Linked DNA regions of Sus scrofa: region 2 is linked to region 1. Evidence: chromatin contacts called from public HiChIP or PLAC-seq data. All regions are on one chromosome and are shown on one strand. Each heading gives the region's core, a stretch centred on a gene start, on an enhancer-like site or on the middle of the called end of the contact. The rest is flanking DNA. Distances are from core to core; before and after follow the strand shown.

Region 1 (5,281 bases), core at 1,210-3,709:
ACTACTTTGAGCTGCAAAGAAGTGAGAAGTACATTGAAGGAGGTGAATAAAACTATGACAATTACGAGGCAATTACAGGAGCTGGATTTGATGAGTGGGTCAAGAAAGTTGCAGTCATTTCTGTTCTCTGAAATGAATGTTTCTGAGCTCAGATTTTATGTTTTGAGGTGTATAGGGCCAAGGAAAACAGCATGATTCAGACGGGGTTCATATCTCAGGCCTGTACTCCTAGCTGCATGACCATCTCAATATATTTAACCTTCTTGAGCCTCAGTTTCCTCATCTGTAAAATGACCATAATTCCTCCTCCACCTAAGTAGGTAATTAGGAGACCCAGCAAGGTAAGGGGACATGGCAAGAGCCTCGAGGCCATAAAGAATCCAGTGAATATAATGGGATTTTGTAGCAGTGTCTCTTTTTAAAGGTCGTAAAACACGTATAACCTGATTAGCATACAGAGCAAATTTTTCCTTGGGCAATAATTTTTTTTTCATTAAACACTTCTGTGTTCTTGCCGATTCTTTTGTAAACCACTTCCTTTTGTTGAAATCTTGAAGTAGTCTTGATGTAGAAACTGGCAGTTGGGACAATGGTGAATGAGCCGATTTATTAAAATTATTGCCTGACCTTTGAAGAATGGTGGTCTCTTCTGACTCTTGGTCATAGATTATAATTCCCTCCCAATCATAGCAACTCATCCTTAAATACTTTTAATTGACTGCATCTTGTTGCGCTGTAATTCTAGCCTGCAAAATATGCTCTCCTAAATATATCCTCTGATGACTACTCCAGCTTGCTATGCTTTCAATTTCTCACTTCTTGGGTTATTTGAAGAGGTTTATATTTACCTAATCCTCCAAGCAGCCCCAAGGGAAAGCCGGCTGCCCCCAGGCTCCATGCAGTCCTTGGCCAGAAGGGACAAGAGTCACTTTCCTTTGTTTTTCACACAAGTCACTACTATTTTGACTCAGCCACACAGCTCTTCCTTTGTTGGATTCTTATTGAATCATTGCTCTTTTTGATACTCAAATGCTGGTTTACTTTTACTTTCCTCTACATGGTTCTTGTCTTTTTCCTACTCATTGGGAAGTCTAATACCTTGCCCCCTTTTTGCTCTTGCCCCACCTAATATAAGAACAAAACTGGATCTAAACTGATCTTCAGGTTCTATAATGGCAGGCAGACTTAGTACAAACGGCATTATTTCACAGGATGGGGCTTTGGAGGAGGGAGAAGGAAGCTGTTATTATAAAATTGAAGTCCATGTTTAAAAGCAAAGTTATACTTTTCATTCCCTCCCCTCCCCTAGTCTTTGGAGCAATGTATCTTACACTTCAGGGCTAAAATGGACCTTCCTCTCCTGAAATCTTGGCTATAAACCCTGGCTGTACAGCTTTTTTTCTTTCTTTCTTTCTTTTTTTTTTTTTTTTTTTGGCCATGGCTGTGGCACATGAAAGTTCTTCCCTGGCCAGAGACCGAATCGGAGCCACAGCAGTGACCCGAGCCGCTGCAGGGACAATGCTGGATCTTTAACCCACTGTACTACAAGAGAAGTCCTGTAGCTGTGTTTTTGTTTTCCAGGAAGACGCTTAAGTTTGGATTGACCAGCCTAGGCTAGGCAACCTTTACTGTTGAAGGAAGATCCTGATGGAAGGATCAAAGCTTTGATTGTGCTGTGGTGTCTGATCCATGACCCCCTCCCCCTTCCCCTCACTTTTTCCTCTTTTTCCCTTTCCACTTTTGCCAAACTCTTCAAACACCTTCTCCCGCTGCCAAGTGGGATCTAGAACTCCAACTGGACATCCTTCTACCTTACAGTGCCCTCCGTGGAGTCCCGCTCAGCCTCAGATGGAATAGTCTGGAGCTAGAGGTCTCTCTAAGCAGTCAGGCTGCCGTGAGCACGATGTTTTGGTGTGTTTGCACCAGCTTCCTGTTGCAGAGTTTAGGAAGTGGATCTGGTAACTGCCTGAACAAAAACACTTCCCCTTATTCTCTGTGTCAAAGAGAAGCTCCCTGAAATGGATGCCACCTTTTAGGACCAAAGACACAGTGCTGTGCTTTAAGGGGGTTGCAACGAATAGGGAAAGAACCTTGGCTTCACCACCTGGACCTGGCTACACAACTTCGCTTAGCCTGTTTCCTCTTACGTCAGATGGCGAGATGCTGTCTCCCTTGCACAGTGCTTATGAGAAGGCAATGAGATAGCTGAAATGAAGTAGCCATTTCTCTTAGGCAGAATGTGTTCTGTTTTGTGTACATATGGTGGACTATGTCTCCTTAAAGTTTGTTTTTTCAGTTGCAGTCAGGTGACTCATATTTCTAGTAAAGCCCCTGTGCTCTGGGTAGTGGTTTATATCCACGTCCCCCAGCTCCTGGAGGGAAGCAAGGCTTGCTGCGCTCATCGCGGGGCTGGAGTCGAGAGCCGTGGAGGGGGGCGCCTGAGAGCTCCAGCTGGAGCTGGACTGTCTGGGTTCCAGTGCTTCTCTTTAGTCATGAGCTGTGTGACTTCGGACAAAATTACTCAGCCTTCTGAGCTTCAACTTCCTCATCTGTAGAAGAGGGATAATAGTGTATCCCATCGTGTGGACAAAAAGCACAGGAAAAAACCAATAGGCAGGCTCAGAGAGGTTGTAAGAATGAAAAGAGAAAATCTCCAAATATATGTGAAAGGCTCAGGATATTCCCTGGCTCTGGGTTTGCTCTGACTGTTCACAGTCCCCACTGGCCTTCATGAGGAGGGCTTCTCAGATGCAAGCTTGCAGACAACAGGCAGTGGAGCCCTCCCCTCCCTCTGAAGGGACCCCAAATAGTTGTGCAAACTGCACAGGCTGATAAGAGATACAGAGGATTGAGTAGAATTCTGGTTCCTGTTTCTGGGGCTGCATTCTCGGGAGATGGGACAGCATCTGGGAACATGCACACAGGGTCAAGCTCAGTATGTGAGCTTTAGAGCACTTCTCACCAACATTCTTTGTACCATAGCAAGGCTGTCACCTGCAAATGATCACTGCCTGCCCTCAGACTGGGCATTTGGGTCCTGCTGAAAGCCTGTGTTGGTTCCCCGAGGCTCAGGCTGGGCTTCTGTGGCCTCCTCTGCCTGAGATGGTCTTTTTCTCCCATTTTTTTTCCCCACCTCCCCACCCTCAGCTTCTCCCCACCCCCACCTTCTCCCCACCCCCACCTTCTCCCCACCCCCACCTTCTCCCCACCCCCACACTCCTCCTTCAGTTGGAGAATTCCAACCTTCAGGTCTCAGGCTGGATGGAACTTTTCCAGAAAGCCTTTGCTGGCCTCCGATGAGCCTCCATAGGACCCTCTTAATTCCCTCTGGTCGAGTAGCCCAGGGCTCCTGGCCATATCCGTTTTGGCGGTCAGTTCTCTATGGGGACAGGGCTATATGTGCAACTCATTAGGACATAGCTGTAGCTCCTGGCCTCTGGCAGAATCGATTCTAAAAATATGTTTAACAAATGATACATAGAACACTAGAAAGTGATACAGGACACAGCCGTTTCCAAGAGATGTTACCCGTGCACTCTGTAGGGTCATGGTGCCCGCAAGAGGGAGGGTGGAAGTGGGGAGGGTGGAAAGATACATGAGAACATGGCTTTATTGGGAACACCTCCGTGCATTTACAATTACAGGAGTAAACAAAGAGGCAGGCTCATGATGCCCGATTTAGAAAACAGTCCTATTATACACAGTGTTAAGCCCAAACCTGGCGTTCAGTTTAGGGTAGGATTTGGGCTAAAAACTGAATGAAGATTCAGTACGGAAAAACCACACATTAAGGACTGATTTAATAGTGTACATTTTTCCTCAAAGCTCTCTTATAATAGCTGTTTCTCGCCCATTAATTGATGGTCTAGTGTCTAAAGGAAACCATCCAGGGAGGGCTATCCCATCATATTTTTAGAAGTACTAAAGTGAACTCCAACTGCTCCTTGAGAGTCATGGCAACATCTGGGACATTTTGTATCCTCGCCGGGCATATGATATATTACTGCCTGCCAGTCCAGTGTCTTTTAAGGAATTCGGCAGGTCAGGCACCAGACCTTGACAGGAGATTTGTTCTAAACTGGCCATCAGCCGGGCTGAAACAATGTTAAAAAATATTTCTAGGTTTGCTAAGAGTGTTGTTCAGAGCATCTAAAACGCTGCTTTAGATGGAAAGAGCAAAGTGGCAACCATGACTGACCAGAGGGAACTGTAGAGCAGAGAGCCTTAGAGTTCGGATGTAGCTCGGAAAACCAAGGCTCAGAGTGGTGACTGTTAGCTTGGACCCACACAGCTCAGTCTTTTTCCTTCACATCACAGCTGTCTCGTTTGGGTGGGAAAGGAAAGGTGGCACGTGCATTGTTAGAAATCTGCACAGTGGCTGGTCCAGTGCTTAGCACTCTCTAAGGTTCCCTATGGCCTTCAAAACTATATAAAAAATTGCTACCAGAATTTTCCAGTATGGAGTGCTGAGTGGGATTTACAAACTGAAGGCACCTGTGTAATCACCACCCTGATCCAGAAACAAAACCTTATCAGCATACTGGAAGCATTCCAGCATGCATCCTATCCTCACTTCTGATAATGTAGATTAGCTTCTCTCTCTCTCTCTTTTTTTTTTTTAATTTAGGTATCAATGGAATAAAATAGTATATATCATTGGTGTCTGGCTTCTTCTGGGGAATATTCTGATGTTGATTTAGATCCAGAAGAAGTAGGATTCCAAGCTGGGGGACCCTCAGTGGAGGGAAAAAAGTCTTTTGCATATTGCAGTTTCATATTCATGATGGAAGCTGGTATCAATATAGCAGTTGATTAGAAAGAGTGTGTGGGTGTAACTGAGTTGTGACTTGTCCTTATTGCCAAGATTTTTGTATCTTAAATGATTCATTTTACACTAAATTATAATTTTTAGTTAAGCCAGTTGATTCAATTACTACAAAATTGAGGAAGGAAAGTGAAAAATAAAAAACCCTCTTTCTTTCGTGTGCTTCTCCTAAATTTATCATTTTAAAACACATGTTGGTTTTATGATATTCTCAGAGAATGATGAATTTTCTAAGTAAGTATTTCAAATAATAGAAACTTTTTTTTTTTTTTTTTTTTTTTTATGGCTGCACCTGCACCTTATGGAAGTTCCTGGACTGGGGGTCAAATCAGAGCTGCAGCTGCAGGCCTATGCTACAGCCACTGGCAACCCTAGATCCAAGCTGCATCTGTGACCTATGCTGCAGCTTGTGGCAACACCTGATCCTTAACCCACTGAGCGAAGTCAGGGATCCAA
Region 2 (5,281 bases), core at 741-3,240, 320 kb after region 1:
CTTGCGTTTGCAAGTGAATCTACAATTATCACAATAAAATGTCAATGAGAAAGAAAAAGATCACTCCGTCTCATTGCGACCAGCGGTGGGAGATGAGGGAGTGGGAGCCGGGTGTGTGTGTAACACACAGATCGCTGGGCTTCCCCCGACAGAAGGTCAGATTCAGCGGGTTTGGGCGGGGCCTGAGAATCTGCATTCCCAACAAGTTCCCAGAGGCTGCTGCTATTTTTGGTTGGGGAACCACACTTTGAGAACCACTGAATTAAAGGATCCCTGTGGCTTTCCCCCATTTAAGGGGAAAAAAAATAGAGCTTGACTTTTCCTCAGTGTGTCTTTTGACAAAGCTTTGGGTCTCCGGCACAGGGCTTTGGCCAGGCTAGATGACTTGCCAAAGGCATGGGTTCTAGGGTGGCTTTGGGGAATCCAGCCAGAGCAGCAGGGCTCAAAGTGTGCCGTCACATCGGCATCACCTGGAACTTGCTAGAGATGACGTTTGGAGGCTTTACCCTGGAAGCCTACAATCGTTTTTAATAAGCCTCTCAGGTAATACCAATGCAGGCCAAAGTTTGAGGCCAGGCCCATGGGGTTAGAGAGGATTTTAGGAAGCCGTTTAGGATCTTTTTAGTTCATATGAGCAAGCATGAAGGGCTTTCTAGGCGCAACGATTTCAAGACAAGAGGTGGCAAGAGAAATACCGAGCTGTGGCCTTCTTAGGCCCCATGGACTTCTGGTCCCTTATGCGTGGATGCAGAAGGCAGCATTCACTGGCCTCCTTCACAGCCAGTTCTGGTGCAGCTAACCAGGTAAGGGATCATAAAAGCCCAGAAGGAATAAAACCCAAGATTAACACTAAGCCAATCAGTGGTATTAGGCAGTGCCATTAAATGCTCATAAACATATCAGCATGCTGCCCTTCAGTGCGAAAGGATACAACCATACAGTGTTCACGGACTGCCCCGCTTCCAGAGGCCTCTCGTGTCCTGCGGGTCATAGGGTTGATTGCCCCTTGAACAATGACGTTTCATGTTGGCTAATGCTGACACCCCAGAACTTAATATTTCAGTTGACTACTGAAGGCCTGCTCTGGTTTTTCCATTATGCTGCTGTGAGGTTGCTGGAAGTGGTGAGCAGTATCTGGTTTCTCAGTTCCTTTCTATTCCTAGCTGGGATTTTTAGAAGTAGCTGGCTGCCTGTCCACGTTCAGAAACGCGGTAAGTCACTGGGGACCACAGCTCAGGGTGCATGTGTGAGCAAACGGGTTTAATACCAGCACTATGCCCGAGTCATCACTGCTCTATTTGTGGAATGGGGCAAAGACTGCCAGGGGATCTTCAACACCTGACTGGCCTCAACAACTGTCTAAGTGGAGGTGAAGTTGGAATAACTCTACCCATTTACTGCTCTGCCCGCAACTAAACCAGTCAAGTGTCTAAAACTTAAAAGTGTTTCAACATATTGTTAGGGGGAAATTGACAACTCCCAAAATATGCCCCTTTGTTGAGAACGCCGCCAAGGTCTCTGAAATGTCTCACTTCTGACTTCATAAAGAGATAATACGCTCTGGAGGGAAAAATCTAGGTGTTAAAGTCAAACAGATTTACGTTTGAATAGCAAAACTGCCAGTTAATTAGCTGTTTGATTAGGCGAGGGACTTCGATTCTCTAAGTCTCAAGTTGCCATCTATAACATGGGCTAACATGTCTGACTTACGTGGTTGATTTGAGAAAAAGAAAAATGGCACGTGTACAGTGCCTGGCATGCATTTGACACAAAACCCTCTAGGTTCCTTTCCTCTAGTATCGAAGATAATTGCTTGGTCTTTGTATGCGTTTTCCCCTCATCAATGTAATAGTATGTGGAAGAAATTCAAGCAATCATATGATGGGTCCACTTTGTTTTCCGTTGTTTCCTTTTCTTGCTGTGCCAGTCAGCATAGAGTCAGTCCCTCGGAGGTTCAGTCAGTTCTGGTCCATTTGCCAAGGATCCTATCGCTCCTTTTATGGTCTGAAAAGTGATAGTCATATCTGGAGAGCATCCAACTCATAATGATGCTTCAGCTCCTGTTTGTCAGAGCTACAAAAAGACTACAAAGTATTTAAAGGAACAGAATCGTTTTCCTCTACCCTCAAAATCACTGGACAAAAAACAACTGGATGTTTAGAACAGCGTAACCCAAATCGTGAGATGATAAATGATTATAACGAAATGTTAAAGTAAGATACAAGTGGCTCATATCAACTCCAAGAAAAATAGCAAACTCATGTTAGCACAATATTTTGTAAAAATTTCATGCAAATGCTTTCTAGCCAGATGTGCATTCTCCAGCTAACCATAGTACCACCCTTGCTGTTTCATGACCACTGGCCCACCTGCTTCATCGTCTATAGGGCATGCCAAACCCTCGAAGGCATTTATGTCTGTAGACCCCAATCCCAACCATTTAGATCAAATTACTAGGTTCCTGTTCAGGCAACTGGGCTTCAGTAGCAAGAGCCCTAGCAGCACATCTGACCTGGCCTTTGGGTAAAGTTTTTCCTCTTTAGCCCAGAGATGGTCGCAGTTCCCTATAGCTATTCATCTTCAAATGACTTGATCTTATCTTTTGCTTCTCCAGAATTTTCAGCAATCATGCAAAGAGTCTCTGTATTCAATTTGATCTGTATTCATGTTTAAAAAGCCTAGTGTGGTTTTTGCTTTTCTGTTTGGACTCTTGACTGCTATAAAGCCAGATTGAACACAATTACAAAGGAAACCAAGCCCAGTATGTGTACTGATCAATATTCATAAACATACAAAGGAAACCAGGGGTTACTAGGCCTTTAAGGAAAATTGACACCATGGAAGAGAAAGGCCAAGATAAACAGAAGAAATACTAACCCTAGGGAAAAGGACATAACTTGGTGAACCAACAAGGACTTACACTTTAAAAAAAAATTAATATTAGAATTTAGATGATTTTGCTGCCAAAAAAAAAAAAAGAACCATCTGCTATGAAAATAGAGCAATCAGAAAATTGGAGAGAATTTATTGAAATTAAAAGTACATTTGCCTGAATGAAAAAATTAATAAGTGGTCAAAATAACTAGACACCTGGAAAAGCTGATGATATGGAAGATAAATTCAAGGAACTCTTTAGAATATATGAGCAAAGAATCAATGAGAAAGTGACAGTGGTACATAATATGTGCTAGACTGTTCTAAGTACATCAGTTATGATAACATAGTTAATTTTCATAACAGCTCTCTGAGCCGAAAACTCTTGGTATATACACAGAGAGGGTCAATAACATGCCTAGAGTCACATAGCTAACGAGGTGGCAGAGCTGAAATGCAAATGCAGGGGATCTGATTCCAAAGACCTTGCTCTTAGCTAGTTATTCTCCATTGCCTATTTTAAAAGTAGGAGATAAGCTGAGTGATGTGGAAGCTACGTTTCATTAAGTCCAATAGCCACCTACATAGAGTTTCAAGAGTAGCAAACCGGGTGGAAAAAGAGAGGAAATAATTGGGAAACAAGAGTAGAAATGCACTAGGTGAAGAAAGATGGGAACGACTCTATTCAGTGGCAACGACAGTAAATTAAAAAAAAAAAAAAAACACATCTAGACATATTTAAGAAATATTAGAACCCTAAGCTAAAAAGAAAACCTTAAAAATCTCTGGAGGAAAATTAACTATCTGCAGGGTACCATGAATCAGGTTGATAGCGGATGTTTCACATACAGCAGTGGAATAACGGTTTGTAAATTCTAACGTCTGGATTAGAATACTGTACCCAGACAAAAATTAATCCAATGGTCATGGAAAATTAAGACATTTGGGGGCATGCAAGAATTCCAAAAGTCTAGGCTCCCTTGTTATTTAAATAGACAAATCAACCAAATATAAAATGTATCTTAGTTTGAGCTGCTATAACAGAATTCCATCAACTGGATGGCTTATAAATAACAGACATTTATTTCTAACAGTTTTGGAAGCCCAGTTCAAGACCAAGTTGCCAGCAGATTCGGTGACCAGCGAGCCCACTTCTCATGCTTACATGGCCTCTCCTCCCTGCCTCCTCACGTGGCAGAAGGCTGGGGAGGTCTCTTTTATGAGGGCACTAAGCCCATTCACGAGGACTCCACCTTCATGACCTAATCACTTCCTCAGAGCCCCAGCTCCAAAGGCCATCATCTTGGGGATTAAGTTTCAACATGCAAATCTGGGGGCATACAAACATTCAGTCAGGATGTGTGATCCAAGAAACACCAGAAGTTGCATATGTTACAGAAACAAGAGACTGGAACAAAATTAAAAGTGAACTCCTTAGGCTGGGGCTTGTGAAATGTTGTCTTTAGAAAAATATAAATGACAATAACATATTTACTCCTCTGAAACTCCAGTATTTGGTTCTACCAGGAAAATGTCTTCATAATCACAGTATAAGTAATACAAATACATGGCTTTTTAAAATTACTATTATTTGAGATTTAAAAATGATGTTCACATCATTTTTAAATACCTAATCAATGATAATCAAGAAAAGCAGTAAGTTCCAGTAGTTATTGAGATTTTAACCAAAGAAATCAAAAGAAATACAAAAGAAGTTGTAATTATCAAGCAGCGCTTGATTGAAATGAAACAACTTTTTTCCACTTTGGAGGGAAAAACATTTTGCTTTTACTTTTTTTTTTTTTTTTTTTTTCAGAATAATGGAAACCTATCCTTTTCTTGATTGTGTCTCAACTATTCTGGAAAAGACAAGCAACAACACCTTCCAGCAATCCTAAAGAAATTGCTAGGCAGTAAGCCAAGACCCAGGCATGGTTTGAGACCAACTGAACAATTTACATGCACTGTATGCTGTATCGGAAAGTTATCTACAACTTTCTCAGCAAGCTAAACATTTTGAGATGCCAAATCACTAACACCTCCTGTTTTGCATGTTCCATTTTCAGAGTTTGCTAATAGATTAAATTAGGGTGTAATAAATATGATGAGTAAAACTGTATAAAATTATAACTGTATAATACAATAATATTCTCTGCATATTTTTCTTCTGCTTTTTCAACTTCAAATAACTTGTTATTTTGTTCAGCTTCATGGTGTCTTACCTTCTACAATAAAAATATTAGACTCAATGAAAGTTTCTAGGTGGTATGAATCTCAACATGTCTTTAGAATTTTCTCAATAAAATTAACCAAATTTCATTCAAAAGAAATATTCATTTCAATTCTTATGTATCTCAGTAGGCTAAAAAAGGTAATTTTGAAACAGGATGGTAATATGCTAGCATCC

Evidence for each region. HiChIP or PLAC-seq counts read pairs in DNA pulled down with a chosen protein or histone mark.
Region 2: an H3K27ac HiChIP or PLAC-seq map of skeletal muscle shows a contact between it and region 1. The contact joins two enhancer-like sites. A contact is called at or near these places in 1 of 47 Hi-C or Micro-C datasets (psoas muscle) and 1 of 2 datasets of contacts at active chromatin or transcription factors (skeletal muscle).

What each region holds. Positions count from the first base shown.
Region 1 is chr5:77,201,857-77,207,137 of Sscrofa11.1, forward strand. All of the region lies in intron 1 of LOC106510390 (a long non-coding RNA gene), which reads left to right. All of the region lies in intron 1 of LOC102160630 (a long non-coding RNA gene), which reads right to left. Among named protein-coding and RNA genes, the nearest start is that of SLC38A2, 78 kb to the left of the region's middle. Within about 2 kb of position 2,460, at least 31 of the 83 cell types and tissues checked have an H3K27ac peak or open chromatin away from gene starts, as enhancers often do. A contact at or near this core is called in skeletal muscle, where this site is marked.
Region 2 is chr5:77,520,086-77,525,366 of Sscrofa11.1, forward strand. The region is part of intron 1 of LOC110260771 (a long non-coding RNA gene); the gene reads right to left. Among named protein-coding and RNA genes, the nearest start is that of SLC38A4, 33 kb to the left of the region's middle. Within about 2 kb of position 1,991, at least 4 of the 83 cell types and tissues checked have an H3K27ac peak or open chromatin away from gene starts, as enhancers often do. A contact at or near this core is called in skeletal muscle, where this site is marked.